2 separate regions of the Gossypium hirsutum genome follow, and region 2 is linked to region 1. Evidence: chromatin contacts called from public Hi-C data. All regions are on one chromosome and are shown on one strand. The core of a region is the stretch at or near the end of the contact, and the rest is flanking DNA. Distances in the headings are between cores, read along the strand shown. Region 1 holds the start of LOC121212316 (protein Ycf2-like). Region 2 has its middle 27 kb from the start of LOC121212878.

Region 1 (3,097 bases), core at 249-2,748:
CATAGTCTATATATGAACAAGGTATGATATTGCATCTGATTGAATAGAAAGTAATTTACTTGATGGTATGCTATTGCATCTTTATACGAGTGATCAATTCCTTTTTGCACTCCCGGTCCGTGGAAGACGAAAAAGCTCGATCTTTTGTCTAGAAAGGTAGCTAAAGGTGATCAATTTCTTTTGAATTATATATGAACATGTTGTTGGACACTTGTCCTAATCAAGGATGATTTTGTTGCAGGGTTCTCTGGCTATGTATACATATATCAATGCAATTATGGAAAAGTTATTTTGAAATCATTTTCAGATTTAGATACCTAAATTCAGTCAAGTCGAGTGAGAGAATGCCTGCAGCTCTAGAGACAGACGTGCTTAAGTTTAAAAAAAAAAATGAATGCCTCTAAAATCATGGCAAGACGTACGTGTTCTCTTATAATGGTGCAAAACATGTGTCAAGATGTGGTCCATGTCTGAAAGTTTGATAATGAAGAAAAGAAAATCTATAATCTTGTTTGCTCCAGAGATCTACTAAGCTTACATTGTCTGACCCATAAATATGTATCCGGCCCTAATCAACTTATTTCTTTCTACTTAAAATTAAGATTCTATTAAACTTTTACTCTCTTTTTTCTTATAGTGTTTGAAAGGGAAAATTATTCTATTAAAGGTATTTTGTGTTTTTTCCTGTATTTGTAATCATTTTTAAAGTAATATATTTATATACGTATTGTGTTCCCTTTTATATTATGTTTTTATCATATCATGTTTAAAGGAATTCCTTGAGATCGAACACAAACTTTCATTCCTCGCAACTTAATGCCCTTATCACTAAACTAAGAGGTTATTGGCGTATTAAATGTAATTTATTATTTAGTAAAATTAATCTTGGTTTTTTTAATTATTTATCTCTTAAATTTAATCTTATTAATATTTTATTTTATTTTGTATATTTTTCATAAAAATAAATATAATAATTTGGATATTTCACTTTTTAACAACAACAAAAGAAGAGGAAGAGATGCTTTATTTTTAAAATAAAATCAATCTTAACAAATCAATATTGAAAGCCCCAAGGGCGCCATATCTTAGGAGCCCAAACTATGTGATTGAATAAATCCTCATCTATCTTTTGCGGGTCGAGTACTCCTTCTCCTTCCCCTTCTTCAAACTCTGATTCGTATTTTTCATAGAGATTTCTCTGGTCAGCAATAGAACAAGATCCATTTTGCATCATATATAAGGGATTCCCCGGCTTGGACCGAAGAAGCAATGTCACTCGATCATTATCAAAGTAACCGCAATCTTTTTCTGTCCGTGAGGATCCCACCAGAGCACCTTCTACTTCTAATAGGCCATGAACTAGATCAGAATCATTCTCAACGAACCCATAAGAAGTAATCCCATTTTTTTCATCGGGTCCGAGTAGAGACCAAAAGTCTTGAGAGATCGATCCGGTAGAACAACTCAAAAGATAAAGAAGTATCGTTAATTTCTTCATGCTCGTTCCAAGCTCGAAGTACCATTTGTACAAATAAGAATCCCCTTCGTTACATGATTTCTTATTATCAAAAACATTTAAAATTTTTCATTTTCAATAAAATGAAAATCTTTGATGGTTTATCAAACACAATCTTATTTTTCAGTTTATCAAACAGCACCAAAGCTTTTTCTGAAATAAATATATTTGATTATTTGTTACTAATTTCTAATGTCATATGTGTTGCACATGATTTTACATGTTTTATTTTAAAAAAAATTTAGGGTGTATTTGACATTCAATATGTTTGATAATCATTTTAACGTTTTACTTAATATAAAATTCTCAACAAAAAATTTCGTGAATAAGATAAGTAGATAAAATTCTCAACGTTTTAGTTCATGGTGAAAATATTATGCTAATTTTTTAATTGAAATAAATTACTTTTCAAAATAAAATAAAGTTTTCAAATTATTATATTTAAATTTTATCCAAATAATATAAAATATTATATTCATAAGATTAAAATTAATAAATAAATACGTTTTAAAAAATAATAAATATTTTTATCAAACAACATATTATAGTCAACACTTACTTTTTATTAATTTACCAACTAATTTTAAACTTTTAAAAATAATTTTTATAATCTTTTTGAATTTTTAAATTTTTAAAAAATAATTAAATGTTGATGTGTTATACACGGTCACATCAACAAAGTAAAAAAATAATGTTAACTTTTCTTCTATTTTGAGGTAATTTGATAAAAAAATATATTTAAGGCCTAAAAAAGATGCAACATTAAAGGAAGTACTAAAATGACTTATATAAAATTGGGAGGCCAAATAAATTAAAAAGTTAATAAATTGAAGGAAATAGTTTGCAATTAATATAAAAATAAGAATTATGTATATATAAGATACTGGATTATGAAATATATTATTTATATAAAAAATTATATATGGGGTTATTATATAAAAAATTAAATATAATATTTATATTAAATTAATAAAATTTTCTTCTTTCTTTTTTGAGTTAATCAAATTTAATATTTTTAAAGATAAAGCAATGTACTAACAAATGTTGGGTGTTGTTGCAAGACAAATTGTACTCTCAAAGGAGAATCCATAGTTGAATTTTGGCGACAACATTGTTGAGAGACGTAACCATAAATCTTGACATGGATCATAAAACGAACATGAAAAATATCGAAGAAATAAAAAAAATACAAATTTTTAATTTTTTTTATTTACTATCATATATAACAAAGCTTTGGGTAAGATTAGAATTCTTATTTATAGATATGATAAATCTTGTAAATAAATAAAAAAAATGAAATGGAAAAATTAGTAATACTATGTAGTTTGTTTTTTTTTCTCCAAACTTGTATTTTTTTATATAATAATATTTATTATCGTACAAGAGTTTATGTGATTATTCTTTATTCATTAAATACTATATTTTTATTTAAACAAATAATTAATATAAAGTAATATTATTTAAATTTTTAGCACAATTAAATATATGAACTATTTTGATAGTTAAAAATATTATAATAACAAAAAATTGAAACCAAAACTTTTTTTTTGGGTGATTTTTCAAATAAAAGTGAATAACTTT
Region 2 (3,097 bases), core at 324-2,823, 500 kb before region 1:
TTCTTTAGTTATTTTCTGGGAATTGATGGAGAGAATCAGAAAAGAACTATGAACAAGACTGAAATAAAGATTGGAAATAATACGAAATCATGGGCAAAATTGTATAAAAGAATAATGTTGCTATTTCTTGCTCTGCCGAATTGCCCGTTCTTTGCTCTCTTCTTTAGAGGCTAGTGCATCAATAAAAAGGACATCTGCTCCGGCATCAGCAAAAGCTCTTAATCTCCAGAGGGACTCCTCTAAAGGCAGTGCTTGACGAGAATCTGTTCGTGCCACAATAACAATATCGGAACCACTCTCTTTGCGAGCGTCAACTGCTGCTTTAATTCTTATAACAGTTTCCTCTCCGGACACCACCTTCCGGCCTTGTGTATGACCACAAGCTTTTGGGGACACCTAACAGTGAAGTTTGATAAAAACCCGAGCCCCCAAAATACGAGCAAAACCAAATAAGCAATTCAAAGACTAAAAAAAAACTGCTTAGAATACCATAACATTGTTTATGGCAGTACAGTGTTTGTGTAATGTCAATACAGCAATAAAAATATTTCAAAAGATGACATTTTTTTTTCAGAACATAAACCTGGTCTTCGAGAATGATCCCGGCAAAGCCTGCTCTTATATATCATTTAACAGGTCTCTTCACATTCATTGCATTTCCTTATCCATTGTCACCATCTCCGATGACAGGAATCGATACAGCCCGAGTAATTTGTTGCCCCTGATCCACCATTTCTCCATAAGAAATAAATCCCGTCTCCGGTAATCCCAGGCGAGCGGCAGAAATGGAAAATCCTAATGATGGCAACAAAGGATGTTAATACGCATACCATCTCAAAACAATTCAGCAATGGGATAGCGAAAATCGTTTGACTCATACATTTCAGATTTTGATACTGGAAATGCATCAAACTTATGTAAGGGATAAATTCAAATAATCAAAATAATAGTGTTGTAAAATGAAAAAGCAACATGTAGGAAGAACAGAAAGACCAAAACTGTAGTAATCACAAACTTTTGACAGTAAAAAACCTTACGAATTCATATATGGTCCTCAAACTAAGTCCAATGAAACTAATATCTGGATTCATAAGTAAAACAAAATGCCTTGGATGAAGAAACAATCAACATCAATGAAATGGCTCAGTTAATACTAAATACTGACAAATTCACAGAAGATTGCATTTATCACTTAGAAAATTGTAATGGAACAACAAGAACAGATTAACCGGGGGGGGGGGAATCCAATTTTAAAGAACCCTTCGACCATAGAAACTCAAAACAAAGAACAAGTCTTGGGATTATCAACTCAAAGCAAAACTTGCATGAACCATCAAAATTAGAAGAAACGCAAATCACAAACAAACAGAAAAATTGAAGCTTTTAGATCCAACAAGTCCAACTGAAGAAAACCCACATCTTGAAATTCCTAAATCAATGAAAAAGAAATGGAAAAGAAAGCGAAGGAAAGAGAAGGTACCACTGGCGAAACAATACTGAAAGCCAGCTCTTTCAACAAGCTTAGCACTGAGACCATCAAAACAAGCAAGGCCTTGGTGAGCACCAGGCGATCCCAGAATCTGTCTAAGTGTCTTTGCAGGTGTATTCCCCTCACCTAAACAACCAATGATGGCTTGGAATCGCTTAGGAGTGGTAAACAAAGTGTGGGTATTGATGGGAGATAGAAAGGAACCATTTTTTAAATTAGAAACAAGGAAATAGTGAGATTGTGAGAAAGGGTGGTTGAAAACAGAGAGAGCTTGATCTCTGGTAGCCACTAATGATTGGTTCATGCTTTGAAGGTTGAAGTTCATCACCACCTTCGGCCATCATCTACCGCCAGCTGCCAATCTAAGATGTTCTCAAATTAAGCCAGAAACCACCAATCGAGGATGTTCTGAAAACCCTTCTTCCGCCGCTCTTCACCTCTTGATTTCTAAGCATGTTTTTTCTCCTCCATCTTTTCATTGCTTCCACCAAGTTTCAAGCATCAATTCCTCTTGTAACAACAAAAACCTAAAACCCGGAATCAATCATTCAACGTTTTGAGCTTTCAATCATCTGTTTCATCGTAGAATTTTGAACCGTGCCGTAATGATATAACCATTACATTGAACCAAACAAACTGTTAAATCTTAAACTAAACTTGTTAAAAACAATTTTCCATTGCACTTCTGAAAGTATAGAATAAGATTCATTGATCCTTCTCCAAACAGAAGGTAAAAAATACCATTACTTCCGTTTATCTAAATCTGTTTTTGATCAATCTAAATTCATTCAGGGTGGAAATCCCTATTGGTTCTTCTAATTGGTTATCATTGCTTGTAGCCTTCATTCTTTGTTTGTTTTTTTGTTAGTAAAGTTATCGAAATTAAGATACCGTTCTTTTAAAAGAATTTTACAAAGCTAGCAATAAAAAGCAAAAAGAAAAAGAAAAGGACTTTATGCTTTTATTTTTGATTTCTAGGTAATTTTGGCAATGCATCTTTGTGCTTTGAATGTTTCCTGTTGTCAGTTGGTAGAAATTTTCTCTATTTGGTCTTGTAAAAGATGGCAAAATAATGAAAGCTTGAGAAATCAGGACCAACCCTAAAGAAAAAGAGTTTTAAACTTTTTCAAAGAAGAACAAAAACAAAATTCCTTTCATCTTGGCAATGTTGGAATATATTCTCATGAGTAATTCATGCTTGGCAAATTTGTTTACTAGAGGAGAGGAAGGAGAAGGAAGAGAAAAGAAATATATTTTTGTTATGTGTCCAAAAGAATTTTTTAATGGAGCAAGCGGTTGGTCAAAAAAGTGTAATGGAATCATGATTGAAATACAACTTTTAATAAGAAAAAAGTTTTTTTTTTATTTAAACCTAAAATTAAGCTAGATTATCACATGAGAGAAAATTTTATTTATAAAAAAATTGTTTATTGAATGTAATATAGGTGAGATGGCAGTTCAATTTTTTATTTTTTATTTAAAGGTTTCATAATAAAAATATTGTAATAATATTTATTGTCATTTATTTTACATAATTGATTTAATCTTTTAAAACAATTAAATTATAAAATTTACTTTTAATTAGAATTTATAATAATAAAATTTTAA

Evidence for each region. A called contact is a pair of places that touch in the nucleus more often than the background predicts.
Region 2: a contact with region 1 is called in a Hi-C map of seedling, with 2.6 times the contacts expected there. The contact joins the enhancer-like site here to the promoter of LOC121212316 in region 1. A contact is called at or near these places in 6 of 34 Hi-C or Micro-C datasets (callus, hypocotyl, leaf and 1 more).

Annotation. Positions count from the first base shown.
Region 1 is chrA13:78,012,722-78,015,818 of Gossypium_hirsutum_v2.1, reverse strand. LOC121212316 (protein Ycf2-like) reads right to left here and starts at 1,498. Exons shown (of 1, transcript XM_041084779.1): 1 at 1,055-1,498. The coding sequence starts at 1,498. The coding sequence ends at 1,055.
Region 2 is chrA13:78,510,982-78,514,078 of Gossypium_hirsutum_v2.1, reverse strand. It overlaps the pseudogene LOC107893610. Among protein-coding and RNA genes, the nearest start is that of LOC121212878, 27 kb to the right of the region's middle. Within about 2 kb of position 1,573, at least 5 of the 9 cell types and tissues checked have an H3K27ac peak or open chromatin away from gene starts, as enhancers often do.